2 separate regions of the Anas platyrhynchos genome follow, and region 2 is linked to region 1. A link is a contact called in public Hi-C data. All regions are on one chromosome and are shown on one strand. The core of a region is the stretch at or near the end of the contact, and the rest is flanking DNA. Distances in the headings are between cores, read along the strand shown. Region 1 has its middle 63 kb from the start of HMGA2. Region 2 has its middle 22 kb from the start of LLPH.

What was found. A called contact is a pair of places that touch in the nucleus more often than the background predicts.
Region 2: a contact with region 1 is called in a Hi-C map of small yellow follicle, with 2.8 times the contacts expected there. The contact joins two enhancer-like sites. A contact is called at or near these places in 3 of 8 Hi-C or Micro-C datasets (liver, small yellow follicle and subcutaneous adipose tissue).

Annotation. Positions count from the first base shown.
Region 1 is chr1:36,257,813-36,262,693 of IASCAAS_PekinDuck_T2T, forward strand. No RefSeq gene overlaps it. Among named protein-coding and RNA genes, the nearest start is that of HMGA2, 63 kb to the right of the region's middle. Within about 2 kb of position 3,434, at least 3 of the 8 cell types and tissues checked have an H3K27ac peak or open chromatin away from gene starts, as enhancers often do. A contact at or near this core is called in small yellow follicle, where this site is marked.
Region 2 is chr1:36,479,103-36,484,311 of IASCAAS_PekinDuck_T2T, forward strand. No RefSeq gene overlaps it. Among named protein-coding and RNA genes, the nearest start is that of LLPH, 22 kb to the right of the region's middle. Within about 2 kb of position 3,834, at least 3 of the 8 cell types and tissues checked have an H3K27ac peak or open chromatin away from gene starts, as enhancers often do. A contact at or near this core is called in small yellow follicle, where this site is marked.

The sequences.
Region 1 (4,881 bases), core at 2,184-4,683:
GCCAAACTCTCCCCCTGGCTGTACTAACATGTTTATATTTATTCCACTGGCTAACTGAGTTTATATATACAAACAGAACATATTTTTCTGTGGGTTAGATGAACCTATATGATACCTGGCTTGCATTATTTCACTATTTTGCATTATTTTTTTAAGACTGGGAAGAGTCTTCTCAGCATGAGAAGTGATCTCATTTGACTTTAGGTCTGACCCCAAATAGGAAATGGAATACTTGTGGCCTGATACTTAATGCAGTGTGTCTCATTTTCCAGGTGCATACATCTGGTCTTTAATGGCCATTTTATCAGGACTGCATCATTTCATCTTGGCCCTTTCACCACAAATGTTTGATTGTAATGAGATCTGAATGTGGGATGTGTCATCTGTAGTATTGAATATATAGAACCGCCTGGGTTTACTGTTCCTATCTTCAAGGCATCACGTGTGCTGTTAGGGATGACATTTTTTTCATGGCAAAACATTGCTGACAAGATATTGTGCAATGAGATTTGCATGACCAAATATCCTGTGAGTAGTCCAGTGGTTAGGATAGGAAACAGGGAGTCAGGATAGCCTGGCTCGGTTCCCACTTCACATACTGACTCACTGCGTGACCTCGGGGCAAATCGCTTAGGCTGGAATTTCCAAGGGGGCCTCGATGCACAGCTCCCAGGGGAAGCCAGGCAGGGCTGGGTGCCTGGCTCCTTCACAGCTCTTGGCAAGTCTCATGTCCCAACCGTTCTGCATCTCAGTGTACCCATGTTAGTACAAGGACAGGGTTTATAAAGCTATCTGGATCCTCAGGCAGAAGTATTTATTAAGGAAATTGTTAATTGTGTTAACACGTGCTATTTGGCAGGTACAAGCAGATGAACAAATGTTCTCCCTTGCTTCTTGAGAAATGCACTGCATTTTTTTTTCTCTTCCATTAAGAAGAGAAACTAAAAAGACTCAGGGGGTTTCCATTTTCTTGTTAAACCTATGTTTCCAAATTGAATTTGCCTACAAAGCAGCAGCCACAGGGCATCCCTGGTGGCATCAGTTCTTGGTGTTGTGGTAGGTCATCCCTATGGGCCTGAGGAGGCACAGCTTCTTCTCTACCCCATCACTTAATTCAGTCTAGGATCTCAGCCCTGGGGGTGTTCAAGGAAAGCTTGGACATGGTGCTTAGGGACATGGTTTAGTGGGTGACATTGGTAGTAGGGTGATGGTTGGACCAGATGATCTTGATGGTCTTTTCCAACCTGTGAGATTCTATCATTCTTCTCCACCCCATTGAAACATGCCCCAAAATGTACCCAGGCCCTCCACGCTTCTGCCTCTAACCCATGGAAACACCAACCTTATACCCACATGGTTCACCCAGACTCCTCAGTCTGCACCTTTCTATCACCTCCCACCTTGTGCTCTCTTCTTTTATCACCTCGCCTTACTTTTATGTTCTATCAGGAGATGCAGGTGTTGGCATTGGCAGAGCTTTCACTGCAGCTGCTGAAGCAATAAGGTATTGCTGATCTGCTGCTGGATGCACAAAGACCAGAGTGTGAATACACTCACGCCAGAACTTACAAAATTATCTCCACCTACTCTGCTGGAAGCTGTCTGCAGAGCTCGCTTCAAAGTGGCTTGCACATCACCAGGGAGCCATGATGTGCAGAGATCCCTGCTAAGCCACTGGGTCTGAGTGATCGCACTGTTGCAGAACAGATTTTTTTATTTTTTTTTTCTCTTAAAATGTGAACAAAATGTCATGTTATGGGACCAACCACTGTTCTGGTTTGAAGAGAGCAAAGGAGAAAAGGTAACTCTTCAGATCAAAGTGAAACCCTGTGCTTTAAAATTTCTGCTCAAAAGGAAGCACTGGGTTTGAGATGGCCACTTTTTGATATTGTTGGTATCTCTAAATTTCTACTGAAAAATGTGAAAATGTTCTCAAGAATGGCCACTCTCTGACCACTGTGATTGCTATGAAAACCTTAACTTAAATGGCCATCTTTGGGTGAAAATGTAAGATGGGCTCACATGATTCTGCACTGAGATTGTGTCTTTTTTAATTTGGAAAATACTTTAAAATAAATAAATAAATAGAAAATAGCAGAGGCCCAAATCTTCTGTGAAATTGGTGCAGTTACAACAATTTACAGCAGCACAAGGTGAAATAGTCAAGCTGGGCTCTTGTCTACTTATGGCATCTGGTGCTGCATTAGATTCCTGTGGTGTCTCTCATAGTCTCCAGCTGTGATTCTGGAAGGACAAGGGTCTGATTTAAATCCTCTCCCATAGCTACCAGCCCCATAGAGGTGTGTGGATACTCAGGCAGGTTTAAGAGGCCACTGGACACCATGCCCTTGTCCACAGCCCGTCCCTCCCTTAGGGTACATTTGCTGTCTTGGAGTCTTGCCTGGCTAGAGGAACATGGATAGGTGTCGAGGTCTGCTCAGCAGCAGCTAGGAGATTGAGTGTTTGCATGCACCACATTGTTCAGCCTTTGAGAGAGGTGCAAAGGGAAAGGAAAGGAAAACATTAAGGTGAACAGCAAAACAAAAGAAAACAAGGAAGCTTGGCTCAGCACTGAATGCCCTTTGAACAAAGCCAGGCAGGAGTGCAGGGGAGGGGGAGCAGTAGGGAGGGGGAATTTGGCACTGAAATAACTTTTAGCTCACATACAGTGAATTTCCTTTTATCACTAGTAGCCTGGGTCATGGAGACTCAGAGGAAACTCTCCCATTCCAAATGTTTGATACTGCATATATTTGGCTGGCTGCTACTTCCAGATGTGAGTGAATCCAGTTTGTGTGTTTGTCTGATAACAGTTTGGCCTCAATCTTTGCTCTCCCTTAGAAGCACAGAGTACAACTCCACCACCTTTCTACTGCCCCAATTCCTGACCCAGACTCTGCTGAAGAGCCTTGGTGGCGCAGGTTTGAGCAGCTTAGAGGCTGCTGCCATTGGTGCCAACACTTGGTATTTCCAAGGGGCTGCTACTGCACCTGGATCACGGAGATGCCAGGATGACTTCAGACTCATTCATTAGAGTCTGAAGGCATCAGATCCTGTCTTTACAACCGATGGTGGCGGCAAGAAGCATCTCTGCCTCCCAACACTGCTCCATCGACTCTACTGTGGCCAGCTAGGTCTGCTCTAGTGCAAGCCTGCAATAAAACCACAGCACAAATTAGCCTTAGATCAAAGATGATCTGGCCCCGTCTCATTGGTGTTTTTTTTCTTTTCTTTCTTTTTCCTTTTTAAATTTCTGCTTTATCTGCTTAGGCTGCCTGGTGGCTTTACAAGGCTCGTGAACTCATGACCAAAGAGCAGGAGAAGCTCCCTCGCCCCCCTTGTTAGCGTGCTGTCTGTATCGCATGCAGACCAACAGCTCACTCCTTCGGCTTTGAAGAAGACTCGGCTCAACTCCTGTGAGGGAGGTGACCAGGCAGATAAATTATTAGCGCTGCAGCTGTAAGGCAAAGAAGTTGAGAGAACAGTTGTGAGTACAAAGAAAGAAGGGGGAGACCGGGTATACTCTCCAGATAAGATTAATCCAGAATTCTACAAATTCTACAAATCTCTTGATACAGTCAACTCAACTCCTTTGGTGGAGATATGATTGAGAGGGAAGCGTTCTTTCTACTGGAAAATATACATATTTATGTTTGCAGCTATTAGAGTTGCTTTTTTGCAAAGCACTGTGGGCTTCTACAGAAATTACTTTTGGTGTCTGCAAGTTAAAAAAATGTCGTAAGTTGTAACAGTCTTTGGAAAACAGCTTTAAGAGAGCATTGCTTTGACAGAGATAAAAACAGGCGCATTAGGAATGAAGAAACTTTATTACATTCAAGGTCTTGCAAACCTTTCAATACACGCAGGGAATGTGTTATGCTGTTGACAACTTTTACAAATGTTTTTTCCGAAAAATTTTATCTTGTATTTTACAGGCTTTTCAGTTTACATATTTGTTTAAATCTGTCATGTTTATTAGAACAAAAAAGAGGTTATGGCTGCTTTTTAATATTTGTGTTATACTTGCACGGACAGGATCTCAGCTGCCCAGCATAGCGGGTTCTCTCCATACGCTATTTTTGTCCGTTGGTGTATATTTATTTTATGTGTCTGTTTATATAGGCAAAATATAGGAAATCCATATGTCACCAGCATGCCTTATTTGTGCACATATAAACATATGTAGGATCAAATGTAACATCTCCTTTTCCTGATACATATGTACTCCCACACTCGGAAACAGACGTTTTCTCTCAATTCATTTCTGCCTCATTGCAGCCTTTCTTAAACAAAATCTGAACCGAAGTGGGTGGGACCTGCAGGTTCAGACCTGCCATGAAGGGTGAATATGAAACAGGGTTCTTGAGGCGGAGGTCGCAGTTGCCACTGAGATGCCTGCTATTTCCACACCATTGGTTCCCCTCCACCAAGGAATGGGCTGAAATGCCAATCTGTTCGGTGGTGCTGGGAAAGCAAGTGAGCATGATTTCTGATTTTTTAGGAGGAAGAGGAAGAAAGAGAAAAGGAAGAAGAAGGAGAAGGAGAAGGAGAAGGAGAAGGAGAAGGAGAAGGAGAAGGAGAAGGAGAAGGAGAAGGAGAAGGAGAAGGAGAAGGAGAAGGAGAAGGAGAAGGAGAAGGAGAAGGAGAAGGAGAAGGAGAAGGAGAAGGAGAAGGAGAAGGAGAAGAGGAGGAGGAGGAGGAGGAGGAGGAGGAGGAGGAGAAGGAGAAGAGGAGGAGGAGGAGGAAGAGGATGAAAAAGGCTTTCACCAGAAGGCCCGTGCTGTCTCCCCACGCGTGTCCGACCCCGCGGGAAGCAGACGCGGGCTCGGGTCCCCCCCGCCGTGCCCGGGCGGCCGCTAGGGGGGGACCGGGCTCAGGCTG
Region 2 (5,209 bases), core at 2,584-5,083, 220 kb after region 1:
ATTGGCTTCCTTCTAACTTTTTTCCTTCTCTTTCTTTTGCAAACCACTTTGAGTTTCTTAAAATATCTATTTAAAAGCTTCCCCCCTGCAAAAAGGAAAAACCCAAAAGAGTTGCTTATATCTTTAACATCAGGAAATGCATGTAGTAAGAGCATAATAAGTAATAAAATCAGTGTTGATAGAAAAATAAATATAGTGCTTTTGCCTGGGTTAAATGTCAGATGTAAGGAAGTGCTGAGCATCCTTACTTCCTATAGAATCACTCATCCTTCCTCTACTGAGGCTGTTTCCAAAAAGGCTGTTATTAAGTCTGGGAAAGGATGTGGCAGCAAAAGATGGTAAAACACTTGAACACATGTGGATTGTAGACCTTTTGAGTATGAGCAACATTTATTTAGCAAAAAGAGCAAACGCAACATCCAATGAAGAAAAGTAACCCACAGATTTCCATAATTGTAGCAGGGCTTAGGTAATGCACTATGCAGTGTTTGATTTAAAATGTTAAAATATTAAAAGAAGTTTTCTATAGCATAGTGTTCCTATCAAAGTGAAATGACTCATAAGAATGCTAAATTCAAACCAGATGGGCATAAACACTCACTGAAAAAAATCAGATATTTAGAGGTCAGCATGGGTCTTCATAAAAATGAAGACCTTGTCTGAGTTACTGAAAAATGAACTTCAGTGATAAAAAAGAAAACAAGAGAAAATATTAGTGATTTCATTTTAATTATACAAGCCACTGTCAATTAGGAGAACTAACATTTACAAAACTTTACATTGCCATTTTAATTTGAAAAAGATGGCTGTGGCAGTCTTTAGGCTTCAGATAAACAGCACCGCAGTGTCTCCTGTGCAGCGAGGGAGGATGGGATGCACGAGTTCAGAGTGCCACTCTAATAGTCTGCAACAGCCCCTGCGCTTCCCACCGAGGAGTAATCCTGAGTACAGATTTGTACGGTACAGAAATCTTCCACCACTGCTCAGCGGCACGATGCCAGCCTTAACTTCCCTTTGAACCAGACCGCAGAGGGGGGGAAGTCTCATTCCTGGTATCATACCAAAAAAGTTCATACCACCCAACATTGCTGCTGCTCTGTTGTTAAAAGTGTGCGTTGTTTTGTTTTCCTTTCCTCGTTTTATCCATTGCTCTCTACCATTTACAGATTGTCTGGAGTGTGTACTTATTTTAAACTTTTATACCCTACCAGAAGAAAAATATGTGGGCTCAAAATTAATATTGTTTTTGACTTATGGTGAAATTCCAGTAATGTTTAACTTGGATCACTAGACCTGTGCATTTTACAGAGAGCAGAAAAGAATACTTTTTGAGCCGAAATGTGTAATGGGAGTTCCCTACTGTTTTGTTGCTGGGATCTTGGACAACAAGAAAAATGATGAGCATATAACTTATTCCTTTTAAAACACACAGACCAACTAAATGGAGAAAATAAGGGCTCAACCCATGCCATATGCTATAAAGGCATATGTTTGTATCCCCATTCCCTGATTAATTTGTTAACCGCTACCATTCAACCTCCTAATAAAAAATGATTGTTCAATGTATATTACTGTCAACGATTTTACATTCCAAACCATAATCTCTTGGGGCACAAGTCAGCAAAAGATATGTGTGGCTTCCATCGCGTAGAAGCCCACACAATGCCATGGAAACCAATTTCTCTGGTCTTCTGGGGCCTCCTGCGAAAGGGCCATAATTTTATTTTGCAGGGAAAAAAAAAAAATCTGTACTTTTGGCCTGTTTTCTGCAATTAGCAACACTCTAAGACTGAAGGTAAGGGGTGAAACTTGGCCCCCGCAGCATCACTCAGAGCTTTGCTGATGGTGTTAGAGACGTGAGCGCTGCCTGCAATGTGCACGGTGAGGCTTTGCAGGGCAAGCTGCAGAGCTGTCATTACAACATCCTGAAGACTGCATAACACAAATGTTACGCATCTTCTCTTTGGTGGTTCTTTATGATTGATCCTTTGTTTGGCAGTAACTAAAAACATTGCTCGGAGTTTGGACCCCTTTACTAGGCATTTCTGGACACATATAATTAAGGAGTTCACCTTTGAAATGCTTCAGGTCCCAGCTGGTCTCTCCAAAGTAAGGCTCTATGCCCCAAAGGAGCACAGAGCCCCTATTCAGAGAAGTGTAGGAGAAGGGTATACATTAATACCCCATGCTAAAACCCCTTCAATAGCAAACTACAAAGCATGAGGGAAACTGTAAAACACTGAGCAGGCACTGGAATGCTCTCTGAGATCTGAGGGATTGTGTAAATCTTCTTCAGAAATATTATTCTGCAGAGAGACCCATATGTGTGACTATCACGAGTGGGATGCTTCCAGTATTCAGTCTTACAAAATGGTTTTGAATGTTTCGTATGTGACACTGAATATTGTTTGCATTCTCTTGCTGCAAAATTAAGGGAGATGGTCCTTGCCCACTGACACACACCACTGCTATTACCCATTTATTTCCTAAGGTTCAGTTCATCTATGTGCTGCTTAGAGCCTATTAGCCACTTTCTCTCAATATTGTTATAATTATCATTTAGAAAACTTATGCAAGGGAGACACCCATGAAAGCTTCTACCCTCTAGAGCTCAGATGCCTAAAGCCACATATGGTAGGATGCAAAATGTGGTCATGCCTCTCTCTGGAGTGCAAGAAAGTAAAAGTTTGAGAGTAAGGAAATCACCAGGTGGGTAAGGAAGGGCCTGAGATGAACAGGCAGGATCTGAGGGCAACATCTGTGAAGAAAAGGCATCAGCAAGGGTTATAGGGAGAAATGCTGAGAATGTCAGGCCAAAGGGAGAACCATGCTGGAGGTGAGCCTTGGGGTGGGTCTGCTGGTCAGGTGTGACAGAGCTCACAATGCACGGGGAGATGTTTACAGCACAAACAGCTGTGGGAAACTCCACTGAGTCATTAAATCCCAGTCAAGCCCTGAGAAAATGCTGGAAAATCACTCCTTGGTCACCAAAGGCTATTTCCTCCATTTCTGGCAGGAGAGCTCCCTGGAGGGCATTCAGACAAGCGTTCTGATGTGGAAAGTTAAGGAACACTTTGTACAATCTGGCATACCTGGACATTGCCAAGGGTATAACATAATTGTTGCCCTGAATGAGAATCAGAGCATGTGAGGTATTTTCTCTGAGGCACCTTGAAAGCCACTGAAGTCAATCAAAGCTGAGCTGAGCACAGTGATGTTCAGAAGCTCGAGGCAAGAACATATCAGGAAAGAGCTAGTGAAGTCTGCCCACCACAGCATGCCCTAGAAGGAGATACCAGCCCAGGCTTTTATGAGCTAGAAAACAAAGGCACAGCTTCCAGGGAGGTGGGTTTTGGTGGCCTCAAAACTGTGGGCATTTCTTGGCAGCAGTAAGAAAGATGCCAAACTCAGCAGCAAAAGAGTACTGAGATGACAGTAGTAGATCAGGCACAACTGCCTAAAATAATAATAATAACAACAACAATAATAAAACCACGCACACAAAACCCAAGCCACTACACAGTGCAATGTCTGAGGAGCAGCAGGACACAGAGCTGGAGAAGTAGCTACAGGTTCAGGGCTACACTGGAGACAAACCCAAAACCAAATGGAGGGTCCCACTGGCAGTCAGTCAGCGGATCTGAACATATAAAGATAGGCAGATTTACAGATTGTCCCTGCCATCTCCCACCCTGGTGCAGGAGAGGTAGGAGAAATGCATAACAAAGCTATGGCAGAGCTAGGTGGGAAAACGAAAGCAGAATGAGCCCACTGTGACCATGCAGCATGGCAGAGGCTTGTGGGGCTGGGACTGGGGACCAGTGGCATGCAGCGGGTGAAGGACAGGCCCTGTCTGGTCCCAGAGAAGACACAACAGAAGAATGCTGATATAAGAGAGATGTAACAACCTGGCAGAAAAAGGAAGGTTGCGGGAGGGAGGAGACATCAGGAAATCAGCCTGTTTGCAGAAGACTAGCAGGTCAGCTGTGCTGGCAGTATCTTCATAAATATTTCTCTTAATGCTGAAGCAGTTTAGTTTTATAAGCATGGGATCCTCTCATGTGGTTACTGAGTATGAATCAAAGACGGTTGTGGCTCAGCACTGCCCTATGTTTTATTATGCTTTTTCAAACATACTGGGGTTACACAGCCCTACGAGCACAGCAGGGGCTGCAGGCAGACACCTTGTCTCTTCTGACCCCCTGGCGAAGGGGACCAAGTGTAGGCAGCCCTGGGACCCAGAAATCTGTCCGGAAAAGGGGATGTGAGGAGGGGTATTAGGAGCAGAGAAGCCATCCTCCCAGGAAGGCAGGCAGAGGAAACAGCTGCAGCAGCTCAGGCTCAGTACAGGGCACTGCTGCTGTCCTGTCCCCGTCCCCCTGCCTGCCCACCTGGTCCCCTGCAGAGGTACAGGGCCCTTTCTCACACCAGTCATCTTCCCACTTCTCCTCACGTTCCTGAACCCCAGGAGCATCACTGCAAAGTGGGCAGGCAGAGCATCCTCCATGGGCTGCAGGGACAAAGCCTGAGTGAGGAGTGTCGGCTCTGGGTCAAGCAGAAAAGAAAGACATCTGCTCTGTCTGAAATAGAAGGAAAAATAACAAAAGCTGACCATTCATTTTTACTTATGTATCTGGCTGGTTTCACTTTCTAGTTTTCCTGCCACAATTTTTGAGCTACAACTAATGGGAATTTTCCAATCCAAACAAAACAAGCAAACCAAACAAAACAGCCCTGCGGGATTACTGCGACAGGCGAGGGAGGAGAGGCAGCCTTGTGAAAAGGAAAGAGCAAGTCTGCAAGTGCAGCGCTCTTATCTGCTGTCCTGTGAGATGGTTTTAAAATAGATGTGACTTTTTTTTTCTTCTTCTTCTTTCTTTTTGGGGTGACCAACAGGATAAAAATTAGACTTAGGGAGAGGCTATGTCTAAGCATATTGCTCAGCCCGGGTTGATAACGTGCACTGAACAACCCTGGTCGCCCTGCTGCAATGTACCAGAGGAGGTTGAGGCCAAGGAGACACTATGGCCCCTAGGGTGGGACAGGCTCCTCTTTGCACCAGGACAGCTGTGCCCCAAGCTGTAGGGTGTGCTCAGACACAACGGGGAAGAAGGATGGGCCAGGCAGGGCTGGATTGCCCTGGCAGATGCTGTCCCACCCCTCTGGAGGCCATGCACAAACACCTTTCTGGGCCCAGCCACGCGGGTGG